2 separate regions of the Capra hircus genome follow, and region 2 is linked to region 1. Evidence: chromatin contacts called from public Hi-C data. All regions are on one chromosome and are shown on one strand. Each heading gives the region's core, a stretch centred on a gene start, on an enhancer-like site or on the middle of the called end of the contact. The rest is flanking DNA. Distances are from core to core; before and after follow the strand shown. Region 1 holds the start of DAPP1 (dual adapter for phosphotyrosine and 3-phosphotyrosine and 3-phosphoinositide). Region 2 holds the start of TRMT10A (tRNA methyltransferase 10 homolog A).

The links. Hi-C and Micro-C count contacts between places; a contact is called where the count stands out from the background.
Region 2: a Hi-C map of blood shows a contact between it and region 1, with 2.2 times the contacts expected there. The contact joins the promoter of TRMT10A here to the promoter of DAPP1 in region 1. A contact is called at or near these places in 4 of 5 Hi-C or Micro-C datasets (blood and liver).

What each region holds. Positions count from the first base shown.
Region 1 is chr6:25,113,170-25,119,863 of ARS1.2, forward strand. It overlaps DAPP1 (dual adapter for phosphotyrosine and 3-phosphotyrosine and 3-phosphoinositide), which reads right to left and starts at 4,192. Exons shown (of 9, transcript XM_005681377.3): 1 at 3,914-4,192. The coding sequence starts at 4,014.
Region 2 is chr6:25,310,073-25,316,766 of ARS1.2, forward strand. It overlaps TRMT10A (tRNA methyltransferase 10 homolog A), which reads left to right and starts at 3,991. Exons shown (of 8, transcript XM_018049277.1): 1 at 3,991-4,159.

The DNA of each region.
Region 1 (6,694 bases), core at 2,942-5,441:
GTTTTGTAGGAACTTTTGCTTTAATAAAAGAATTGCGGAATTTTAAATAGTTAAAATGAAAGTGAAACTGTTAATCGCTTTGTTGGTCTGACTCATTTCAACCCCATGGACTGTAGCACACCAGGCTCCTCCTCTGTCCTTAGAATTCTCCAGACAAGAATATTGGAATGGGCTGCCATTCCCTTCTCCAGGGAATCTTCCCGACCCAGGGATCGATCCTGGTATTCAGGCATTGAAGGCAGATTCTTTACCATCTGAGCCACCAGGGATCGATCCTGGTATTCAGGCATTGAAGGCAGATTCTTTACCGTCTGAGCCACCAGGGAAGCCCTTTAACGGGGACGATCCCCTGGAGAAGAGAACACTAACTCCGGTATTCTTGCCTAGAAAATTCCACAGACAGAGGCGCCTGGCGGGCCTACAGTCCGTGGGGTCCCGAGAGTTGGACAACACTACACTGATTAGCATTCTAGCCTAGTTTGTTCCTTAGGTGGTGTCTCGAATCGTCATTGCTTGTTTCCTTTCCCCATCACTTGATTTTGAAAGCCTCACACAGCCTGCCCTCTGTTCCCTGCCCACCTTCTCCTTCACACGGATCCTCCACCGCCCTTGCCCCTCCCTTCCCACCTTCCCCCACCCCCATTCAGCCGGTGTGTAAGTGAAGCTGAGCAACCTTTGCAGATTGTGTTATTTCCCCTTTGCTTCTGGCTGCGTGAATATGTTTAGGGTGAAGAAAAAAATGTTTTTAGGCTGACACTCGACAAATGAGACGCAGAAATGCATCCAAGTTGCTTAATTTAGGTACTTTAGAGAGAATAAAGGCATCTTCTGTGCAAGTCATGTGTGTCCTAGAAAGGCAGGGGAAGGAGCTGCTGCAATTCAGGGTCTAATTTACAGAGCTGACAGATTCCAGAGCCCGGAGGAAAATAGGGACCGAAGAACAAAAATGCATATCTTCCATTTAACCATCACCTTATCTGTTTGTCTATATCAAAAATACAAACATTAAGAATCTACCCAACTATTCAAATAATCCTTTTAAAAACAACTTTAAAATGAAGGCAATAAAATCAGCCCCTTTTTATCTACCAACTGCATTAAATCATTTTGTTTTTAGGGAACATTTGAAAAACTGAATTAATTAGAAGTTTAGGAGTAGCTGGATTCTGAGGTGGCACAGTAGTAAAGAATCTGCCTGCCAATGTAGGTGATGCAAGAGACACAGGTTAGATTGATCCTTGAGTCATGAAGATCATTTGGAGTAATATATGGCAACCTGTTCCAGTATTCTTGCCTGGAAAATTCCAAGGACAGAAGAGTCTGGTGGGCTACAGTCCATGGAGTTGCAAAGAGTCAGACATCATTGAGCCTCCACATTCTATCTGGAGGTAGATTCTACCTAACCAGTAGCTTATAGGTTCAAAGAAGAAGTTTCACTTTATTCAGAATTCTGCCAGAGACAAGAAGTCATTTTCAAGTTTTCTCAGATCCTATGACCGACGAGAAGTGTATCAGGATTGTCCTAGAGGGACAAGAGCTCAAGTCCATTATTAAATTGTCAGGGACTTTTTAAGCTTGTTGTTAAACCTTTGGCAGCTTGAAAATGCCCAAGGTCGGAGTATTTATACCTGGGAAACAGGGCCATCCACCAGCCAGGTGATATATTTACCCAACACGGAGTATTAAAAAAAAAATGCTCTTTTGGCTTCTTATCAGGGTGATGAAAATGTTATAAAATTGGTTTATGGCGATGGTTGTAGCGCTCTTTAAAGCCACTACAAATTATTGAACTGTACACTAGAAATGAGTGAATTCTATGATCTATTAAATATATCTATAAAAAACTGGTAAACAAAATGCTCCCAAACCCACAAATGAAATATCAGTATCTATTTATTCATGGCTTTAAGATTCCTCATGTACGTACTCAACAAATGAAAAACAAGGCCACATTGACTCAGTGATTCTGACGGATTTCTGTTCTGTGCAGGGATTCTCAGCTTCAGTCTCCCTCTGGAATCACTTGGAAACTTTACAAAGAAAATGCTCACCTCCCAAGACACTGATGTCATTTGTCTGGTGGGTGGCCTGGGCAGGGAATTTTTTTAAACTCCTTAGGTTATACTAGTTCATGGCCAAGGTTAAGAAACACAACTGTAGAGCAATTTCCCTAGACAACTGTAGCTGGCCTGTTGTTACAGAAACCATCCTCCCATGTTAAAGACATTTCCAGGCCTCCTGAAATAGAGAGGTCTGGACATAAAAGCACCTTTTGGGGGTAACTGGGCGTTACAGTGGATGTCCATCTCCACATGTAGAGGAAAGACACCTGTTTCCTGGTGGGTTTTACCTGTAGTCATTTCTTGCTATGAGCACTAAGGTGGGGAGAAGAGACAGCATTAGCTCATCTCTGTCATTGAAGTGAGTGCCAAGGGTACTCAATCACAGAGCCTCGGTTCAAGGATTGTTGAATTAAGAGAGCAGAGCTGAATATTTCCTTTGTCTTTTCTCCTTTGGAGCTTCCTACCAATTGTGGGCTGGGAATCTAGATAATCCATCGCATAAAGAATGATAGTTTAATAAGTTAATAAAGATCTAAGTGAGAGCCCAGCTTCCTGCTTTCATGCCTCGGCTCTGTGAAGACTGTTTTGGATGCTCAGGGGGCATTTGACCTCTGCTGTTTGGGGATTTGGTCCAGGAGGCTAGAAGTGTCCTGGAGCTCTGACTCCACTCCCCATAAGGGGAGTTTCCTTTACTGAAAAATCTGGCTGTTATGTCTGATTTACCTTATGAAGGTAGAGTTCAATTCTGAGACCTCAAGTTTAAAATCTATTAATAAAGACAGGACTCGTTGAGAACTCTTATAGTAATACAACTCCAAAAGATACAATCTCTACGGTCTTCAAGGAGAGAGAGTTCATCCCCAGTTTTTCTCTGATTAAGAACACAGACCTGGCAGATTGGAAACCTGACTCGTAATTGATTGGTGACTGTTGGAACTTAACTCAGTCCCTTTGGTGCTTGTTTCCTTCCTTTGTAAGATGGAGATGAGTGAAGGTCCTCTGTCCTTGGGTGTTTGTGAAGATCAGAGCTGTTTAGTAGGACAGCAGGTGCAAGGCTTGCCTCTCTGGAATCACAGATGTCAAAACCAGCCTTGCCAGTCTATTCCTGGTGCATCCGGGGAAAGGAGCAGTTTCTCTAGGAAATCCCCTGCCCTTCTCTTGCGCAATACTTGCTTCTTTTATTAAGTATCCTGAGGAACTGTCTTGTCTGGTCCCTTTCTAAAGACAGGACTGTGATGATTTCACCTACCTAAATGTACAGCCTGTTTGAAGCAGAAAGTTTATCCCCTTCCTGACTTGTTAGTATTTGAAAGGGTCAAAGTTGTCCTTCCAGACATGCATGCATACAAGAGGTCACAAGTGTAGTGTCGGGAGAAAGAAACACATATGGGACACGGCTGCACACACTTCCTCATTCTTTCTCTTTTGAAAAAGTCCCTCTCCCTTATGGCAGGGTCTAGGCTTTCTGTTTATTTCACAGCTTGGAGCTCAGAACTGTTAAACAGCACATTTATTTATAAACCAGATCAATAACAACAAGGAAACCCAGCAACATCAGTGACCACAGCCCAGTTCTGTCCATAATCTCAAAGAATTTCCAATATTTTATTTTTGTCCCGTTTTCTCCACCTCCTTATTTTTAGATCTGCAAAGATGATACATGCTTTCACAGTGGAATTGGCCCCACACAGAGGTGAGTATCTACTGTCCTTTGAGTAATAAGAATGGAAGATTGGCAGGCAGAGAGAGACAGTACTAAGGTAATCACTCATCAAGCTGAGCATTCAGGTCAGAGCCGTGAGTTAAGGTTCACCCAAGAACCTCCAGGAGAAGGGGACCTGCCCTCTTACCCCAAGTCCTGGAGCAGCTCCGCTTCTCCATCCGACCTGCTCCACAGATCTGAAGGATCCTGGGTGCTCATCTTCCCTTCTAGATAGTCTGCTCTGCCCATTCACGCCCCTCACGTCCACAAAGCCCCTGCCAAGGTGCTCTGGGTAAGCGGCAGAGAGGGACGGCTCTGCTGTTCCTCACAGTCTCCCCTCCTTGGTGAGACCCAAGCCGGCTGTGGCTGCAAGTCTCCAACCAGCAAGGAAGTGAAACTTGGTTACTCCTCCCACTGACACTCACCACCCCGGCCCCTAGGCACTGGCAGGAGTGTTGTGTCAGTCAGGAAACATGCAAAGTTAGGTGGCCACCCCTGAGGACACCCACACTGCCTCACGCAACACGCAGTTACTGTCAAAGGAAATAAAGACGAAAGTACTCCAACTGAGATTGAGTATTAACTCCGACTCTCCTCAGGAGGCCAAACCATCATTTTTCTTAATGCTGTTTGCCTCTGGTTTGTAGGGGATGCATTCCATCACCCCTGTCTCACACACAGGAGCACGGAGGTAGCTTCTAGGTGAGAAACATCTTTCAAGGAGGTAAAGAAATCAGACTTGAACCACTAGCCTCTGTCCTGAAGTCTGATTTTTATCACTTTCTCAATATTGCTGCTTCCATCATTCAAGCTTTTCAACATACACTTGATGTTCAGGTTGAGCGTGATTCAGAGATAATTATTGTTCCTCCAGGGAAGAAGGATTAAGTTCAAACAAAGTAGAGAAGCTGCAGGGGGGCAGCCAGGTGCCCAGCTCAGAGGGCAGGTTAGAGCTCCCAGAATCGCTGCATTTCGCTTCCTTCCCTGGGTGACTCACACCTGGTATTGCTCTGTGTCCAGTCTCATGGGTAGAGCTTGCCAGCTCCCTAAAAGTTCAAAAGGGAAACTGTCATCACTCTGAATCCTGGGGAAGTGGACAGAGTACTGTAATAAGGGGACAAAGAACATATGTTGCTTCCCGCATACTCTCTATAGGAAACTGCAGGAAAGAGTCTCTCTCTCATTCTCCCCCTTCCTCTTGTGACACCCGACTCAATCAGGGTTCGTCAGGGTGCTCTATAAATCACTCCTCCCAGGGCTGTCTGAAGACCAGCAGCATCACCAGAAGCTTGTAAGAATGTAGCATTTGGATTCATCCCAGCGCTTCTGAACCGGTATCTACATTTGAACAATATCCCTAAGCTGACTCTGTAGTGCTTTAAAGGTTGAGGAGACTGCTTTATAAGAAATCAAGATAGCAAGAAGGGCTTCCCTGGTGGCTCAGTTGATAGAGAATTCACTTGCCAATGTAGGAGATGCAGGTTCAATCCCTAATCCAGGAAGATCCCACGTGCTGCAGAACGGCTAAAGCCATGCACCGCAACGACTGAAGGCCTGGCACCCCAAGCCTGCTCTGCACCCCGGGAGAGGCCACTGCAGGGAGAAGCCAGTGCCCCGCGACCCGAGTAGCCCCCACTCACTGCCACTAGACAAAGCCCAGCAGCGAAGACCCTGCACAGCCACAGATAGATTAATTAAATTGTTTAAAAAATCTGCCTGCAATGCAGGAGACCCAGGTTCCATCCCTCGGTTGAAAAGACCCCGATCCCCTGGGGAAGGGCATGACAACCCACTCCAGTATTCTTTCCTCAAAAATTCCATGGACAGAGGAGCCTGAAAGACAACAGTCCATGAGTTGTAAAGAGTCCGGACACAACTGAGTGAATAAACCACCACCAGCAAGAAGAGGTCAGTCTGTACCTGACATTATTCTAGCTTTTCCCCCGGGCCTTCCCTCCGGCCTCTACTCATCCCCATTGTCTGAGATCGTGACTTACCCGGCCTGCTGGGGAGGGATTCCTGTGTGTCTAGAGATGGCCTGGTAAGCTCTGATAACACACAGGAATCAGTGGTACATCCATATTTAAAATTCTTTTAGCTACAGTTTGTTCAGAGAGAAGCACAGTGTCCACTTGGAACAGAGGCCAGTCCTGGCCAGGGAGCCGCTGAATGTGAACACTGCAGAGACAGGGCAACAGTCGGGCAGAGTTACTGTTCTCTTTCTACTGCTCTTTGTTCAGGGTTTTAGTATCTATTCTGATCCCATATTAGCAAGTTCTGGTTTTCCTTTCGCTTAATCTTTTTAATTTTTAGGAAAGTAGCAGCCTTCACTAAGATGCCTGTCTTCCCCTTTTCACTCTTCCTTCCCCTCTCCCTTTCTCATCTTGCTGTCCCATCTGTTGCTTTTGACTTTGATTTCATACTTTTTTGGGTCCCGTATCCCATGTTCTCCAGGACCCCCTCTCATCCCTACCATCCCCATGCTCCACTGAGTTGGCATTAAGCATTGTGGGGAGACCAGTTCCCACAGCATCACTAGATGGTTTCAATGAAAAGCTGAACAGTCATAAAATATTTGTAATTTTTTATATTAAATTAGCCACATGCCAATTTACATATTGGCTTACATATATTTGTATATTTTATATATTAATATATGATATATATAATTACATATTATAAATATATAAAAATATATATCAGAGAAGGCAATGGCAAGCCACTCCAGTACTCCTGCCTAGAAAATCCCATGGACAGAAGAGCCTGGTAGGCTGCAGTCCATGGGGTCGCTAAGAGTTGGACACGACTGAATGACTTCACTTTCACTTTTCACTTTCATGCATTGGAGAAGGAAATGGCAACCCACTCCAGTGTTCTTGCCTGGAGAATCCCAGGGACGGGGGAGCCTGGTGGGCTGCCATCTATGGGG
Region 2 (6,694 bases), core at 2,741-5,240, 200 kb after region 1:
GTCATTTCTTAGCTCTGTCTTCTCTTCTCCCACTGTCATCTGGACCTTTTTTCCTCTGCTTATATTGTCTCTAATCTGTCTAATTTGGAATTCTACTCCCAGAAGTTTCCCCTTAGTGTTGGGCTCTTTTCCAAGAAGGGAGCTCAGGTTCATTAACTTTTGAGAATTCATAGACCGCCCCCCCCCCCCGCCACATCCCATGAGCACCTTCAGAACTTCCTGCTCATCCGTCTGTATTCACTCTTAAATTAGAGTCTGTCAGTTCTGCTGCTAATTTCATATTGATCTCCCTTGCTTGTTAGTGAATACCTGTTGGCAGTCAGAGGTTCTCATGGCCTTTAGATACCCTGTTGTCTTCCCACTATTTCCTCTTACGCAGATTCTGATATTAAATTGGAGGTTTGCTCCCACCTGTTCACATTTTGAACTTTAAAAGGATTCTTTCTTGTTGTAGCCATGATTTGTTCTTGGAATTACTGTCCTAGATGTTTTATGAGGAAATTCAGACTACACTGTCTCCAGTCATCTTCCTAGAGTCTTCAATATTCATGTTACTCAGGATGGTGGGGGATAAGGTATTTTTAAAAACATTTTTACAAGCTTTTTCTATATTTTTGAAGGCAATCCAAATGCAAGTTGAAAATGATTACAGATGATAGGTTGATTCTGCCTTTTAGATACCTTTCATGTCATTTAAAATAAATTAGGCTTTTTTTTTTGCTTAGCCTCAAATTAATATACCTACAAGTGTAACTCTATTCCCATACCTCCCCAACCTGCTGAAGAGTACTCTCATACATATAAAACATCAGAACTAGGCTTAAAATAATTTGTGATGACTGCCCTATGTTTTCAGGCCAAGCATTTTGGAGGAGCTCATCACTTTATTTATTACCATATTTGTGTTCTAACATTCTGATTTTACCTGTAGCCCTCTTCTCTACAATCTACAGCAGCAGTCTCCAACCTATTTGGCACCAAAGACCAGCTTTGTGGAAGACCATTTTTCCATGGATGGTGGTGGTGGGAGAGGGGCCGAGGGGGAATTGGTTCAGGTGGTAATGTGAGCCATTGGGAGCCACACATGAAGCTTTGCTTGCTACCACAGTTCACCTCCTGCTGTGCGGCCTGGTTCCTAACCGGTCCACGGCCCTGAGGGTTAGGGACCCGTGATCTACAGTCCAATTTAACAAACTGGCTGCTGTCTAAATGTGGTCCAAGATATGCTTTGCTTAGTACTTAAAAACAAACAAAATAAGTTACAAACACTTAAAAATCAGATTTCACATAGAAAACCAGACCTCTGGCTGCTCTTAAAAAATTGAGCTCTGATGGCATTAGGCCCACTACTTGAAACTTGTTCCCTGATTAAACACAGACCATGCTGTCAGGTTTGTGGCACTTTTCTTCTAGAGAGCTTGTGCCATTTACCTTCCAGTCATAATAGACATTATAGGTTTGTAACCTATGGTCTAGCATCTCTGATTTCAACCTCTGATGTTGGCTTAAAATACCAAATATGTGCTGATAATTTCTAGATCTGTTTCTACTTAGATGTTCTGCAGACTCCCCAGAAGCCATATATTCAAAACCAAACTAATTTTTTAAAAGCCTAATTTTCTTCCACTATTTGCCAAATGATCCAGTTAACAGAATTACATTCCTACAGTTGTCCAAATTGGAGAAGGCAATGGCACCCCACTCCAATACTCTTGCCTGGAAAATCCCATGGACGGAGGAGCCTGGTAGGCTGCAGTCCATGGAGTCGCTAAGAGTCGGATACGACTGAGTGACTTCACTTTGACTTTTCACTCTCATGCATTGGAGAAGGAAATGGCAACCCGCTCCAGTGTTCTTGCCAGGAGAATTCCAGGGACAGTGGAGCCTGATGGGCTGCTGTCTATGGGGTCGCACAGAGTCGGACACGACTGAAGCGACTTAGCAGCAGTAGTAGCAGTTGTCCAAATTAGAACTCAGATGGTAAAGAAACTGCCCGCAATGCAGGAGACCCAGGTTTAATCCCTGCATTGGGAAGATCCCCTGGAAAATGAAATGGCAACCCACCAGTATTATTTCCTGGAAAATCCCAAGGGCAGAGGATCCTGGCAGGCTGCAGTCCCTGGGGTCACAAAAAGTCAGACATGACTGAGGGGCTAACACAGTTGTCTAAATTAGAAAAACCCTTAGGGTCAGTCTTTCCTCCTCCTTTCTCATCCTAACCACAGCTTATCAGTCATGTACCAAACTATGACATGTCTTTGCTTTCACTGTTGCCAATATTTAAAATACTTTTTCCATCTTGATATCTGAAGATCTATTTACTTTCCAAGACAGAACAAATTATTCAATTTCTGAAACTATGTCACTCACCTCCAGGAACACTTAGTTGCTTCTTTCCATGTACAGGCATCTCAAGTACATTATATTGTATGATATTTAACACCAGCTCTCCCATTAGACTAAGGATTCCTCAAGAACAAAGATCACAATTTAGTTATCTTTGTATCAACAATACTAAGACAAAAAAAAAAAAACCATGGGACTCAACAAGTATGTCAAATAAATAAATAAATGAGTTTTACAAATTAATGAAAATAATACTGTTTCATATTGTGGTTTTTGCCTTCCTGTATTTTCTATATGCTTTCTATATCTTTGGTTAAATTGTCCATTTTTTGCTAGTGCTTTCTTTGGATGATACTAGAACCATTTTAAATTTCACACCCTATGACTATAAAGTTAAATGGCTATGTCAAAAGAAAACATAAGAGGGTTTTTTAAGTAACTTAAAATTTTTGTTTTAATAAGGGTATCAGGTATTAGCTCTGAAAAATATATTATTATTCACAAAACAGATCCCTGAGGGGCAACTGAACAGCTGTTGAAAGTTCTGGCACATCACTATGCCAGCCTGAGCTTAATGACCTACATGTGAAGGGCTAAATATCCAATTACTAATCCTCCTTCAGCTACTCTTTGGCCTGATATGGAGGTAGCTGAAAAAAGATGCCCTACTAACAGATCAGAAATGGATCCAGACTTCTTTGCCAATTCTTAGTTAAAAGATCTTTTGGACTTGACATAATGAGGAAACAGACAGTGGCCTACAACCATGTTGCAGTGACAGTTTTTCAAGTAAAATTTGACTGTTTAAAGCAAGAGTGACTTCAGTTTTGTAACTAAATTTACAGACATTTTAATTCTTTCAGAAAAGTTAAGTCTGGAATTTCCTATTCACAGAAACCTTTAAACATGTTAGAATGTTTTCAAATATCAAGTATAAATCACTCCAGAGTTCTTTCCATACTGAGACGGCAGTCTTCTATTCACTGATTCAAACATCACTCTTATCTTCGAATTCTGCAATAATCACTTATTAGAAGTAGGACCAAATCAAAAACTATATAGAAAATGACCATCAACCGGATTATGTTACAGCTCTCCCTTAGGTGACTTGATCCATATATATATCAAAAAGGTTACATAGTAAAGTCAGGCATTATAAACAATGAAACGTCACCCGATGTCTTACAAAACAGTATATGAAAAACAGCTCAAGGAATGAATGGAGAGTAAGACTTATGGCTATATGGAAGAAAAGGCGTAAACATTCTAGATTTAATTACCTCTTATTGGGAGTTTGATTCACTTTTAAAATCTAATTTTCCACTTGAGTTGTGTAAAATTATGTGATACTGAAAACCTCCTGTATTATAAATACAAATAATTCAGGCAAGAGATGCTTTCCTCTCATCTCAAACATGGAAGAATTATAAGCCCTTTATTAGTGTTGGCCATTTTTAAGAGTAGGAATGTTTTAACATCCCTCGCCACGCCCACGAGGACATATGAATAAATGCCTGCAGGTGTATGCCTGCCTTGAATTGGAAAAACAGGTATTATTACTCAAACACCTCCCACTCCAGAAATCCTAACCCCAGACCCCGCCCCACACAAACCCCGCCCCTTTCTCCCACTGCGGGTCCGGAATTGGCGCAGTGGGCTGACGAAAGACGTAACCTCCGTAGCCTTCTACGTGTAGCTACCGGCTCTGCCTCTGGGAGTTGAAGTTTCCGACAGAGGACCTTCTAGAGTGGTAAATACCACTAGAAAAAGCTTTCTGAGAGGTTATCAGATTCCCCGACAACTCCTCTGTTCGGTAAGTTTCTTGGCGCGGAGGCTTGCGCTCGTCTACCTTTTGATATAATCCGGGAGCAAAAGGAGCGCGTGCCGATCCCGCCTTCCACTAGCAATAGGGCTTCCGGGGAAGAGGTAAGTGGGATAATGGAAAATGGTAGCAAAGACCAGCTCCGGAAGGAAGTGACGTCAGAGAGAGCGCGCCCCTTCGGCTCGCCAAACAGCTTTCTGATTCGTCGGCTGCAAGTTAACCCCGCCTCTGGAGTGCGTCCGCGCGTGTGTGACATGGAGGCGAGAGTTGGGCTCGGCTCTGCTCACTAGTATAGGACCTCTTGCTGTCGACTTCTGTTTGGGGGTCAAGATACGGGTCCTAGTATGTGAAGTGTGTTCGCTACCCAAGAATGAAAGGAGAGGGAAATCTGGACTCTGAAAGGCCGGAAAACGAGTTGTGGTTGTGCCACTTATTGGCAAGAGACCGTGGGCAAGTCGCTTTTCGTCTTTAAACCTCGTTTTCCCTCATTTTCCTCATTTTTCCTACGAGGGCTGATGTCTCTGAGCGCTGTGAAATGTGGGAAGAGGCCAGGGGAAAGTTGCCGCAGGTGCTGGTAGGCCCCACCGTGGTGAGCTGAGGACTGTTTTAAGAAGTCCGAGGTGTTACCGAATTTCCCTGAAACATTTTGTGTTTAAATTCAGGAATTTTTCTAGAGATACACAGAGGATAGCAACGGCATATTTCTCGCTTTTTTTGTTATAAATCCTCCGCCTTTCCCCATCATGGCCCAGGCCTCTGCCTAAGGGACCTCACAGCTGAACTGAGTCGTTATTGCAAATCTGGCCCGCGCGTTTTAAAAAGGTATTCCTTCTTTACCACCGTTAGGTCATTTAATTCCGTTCTCCGGTTATTTCGACATTCCTTTGGATATTTCTGAAAAGGAGACTATGTTATAAATTATTAAGACTTTAGCCCAATCAATAAAGCTGTGAGTTTTTTTTTGTTTTTTTTTTTTTTAACTTTCGGCCAGTCACAACTCATGATGTGTATTCTTCCTGCCAGGAGTTGTGCTAAGAAGTGGAAATACAAGGATAATAGAGATACAATTTTTTTAATCTATCTATCCCACACAAAATTGCCTTAGTTATCTTTATCCATAGTTTCATAAAACCACTAGATAATCTATATCTAACTAAACCATTTAAAGCAATTCAGTGCTCAAGTAAACTAAATTTGGCACAATTATTTCTGTAATTGCTACAAAGTTGGCTGAACCTGGTGAATGAATTAAAATGTGCTGTGAATAGCCCTGCATGTGAGGGACGAATGCAAATCTGCCATGGTGTTTATATTTTACTTAACAGGTTAATCTGAACACACTAGTGCATAGTTAAATGCTTACTGTATGTTACAGGCAGTAGGAGTTGGCCCGTGTGTTTGTAAAGTGTGTTGAAAGCAATAATGAAAGGATCTCAATCTAGCATCATTTGATGCTTGATCATTGCATCATTCCCTGCAATGTATCTAGCTTATTCAGAGCTTTAAAAATTTTTCTTTTACTACATTCCTTTTTCTTAATTGGAAATAACTTTTAAAATAGCAGTGATGATTTTGACAAGCTCATGACCTTTGTATTTGATAGGCTTTTAAAAAATATTAGTATGCAATGATAAGCAAATTAAATTTAACTTGGACTTCTTGGGAAAGGCGCAAGCTCCCCCTGGTGTGCATGAGTTGTAAAACTTTGCTGTACTTTGTTATATTAAAAATTTTCAGTCTAGAGCCAATCAACACTTGCTCTTTTGACCATCGTAGGAAACTAGTGAAAAACGATGCCACTGATGATAGAAATACTCTCTCCTACAATATTAATCAATTCCATGAAGAAAGCAATTTGTTTCCTCTGATTTTTAATTGTGCCTTAAAGGCCGCACGTTTGGCTTGTGTTCTCCATGCCAAGTCGCTTCAATTGTGTCCAACAGTTTGCGACCCTGTGAACTAGCCCAGTTTCCTCTGTGCGAGGATTCTCCAGGCAAGGATACTGGAGTAGGTTACCATGCACTCCTCCAAGGAATCTTCCTGACCCAGGGCTGGAACCCACGTGCATTGGCCGGCAGGTGTTTTTTTTTTTGTTTTGTTTTGTTTTTTAACCACTAGCGCCACCTGGGAAGCCCGCACATTTAGCTTAATGGGCAGGTTTAGCTTATGTTTTCTATATTGTGTTGGATATATTCATTGCTAATTTTTATTCATGTGTTTATTTTTGGAAAGGAAATAAAAGTGATCCTAGGAATCACAATGTATGTTTAAAATTTTTCTTATCTTTTCAGGCTTACTGTGTTCCCTCTGTCTCCTGTTTCTTAAATTGAATAGTAACCTTATTTTCTAGATTAAAACAAGTTAATGAATGCACTCAAGGTTCTACATTTACCTCCAGTTACCTTTTTAGCCTATGTTTCTCTCAAGCTGTTACTCACATTTTTTAAATGCTCAGACGTACGATTTTTTTCGTTTTATTTTTCTGTCTGAACTCTGAATCAGATTGTGAGGTTGTCTTCTAATTCA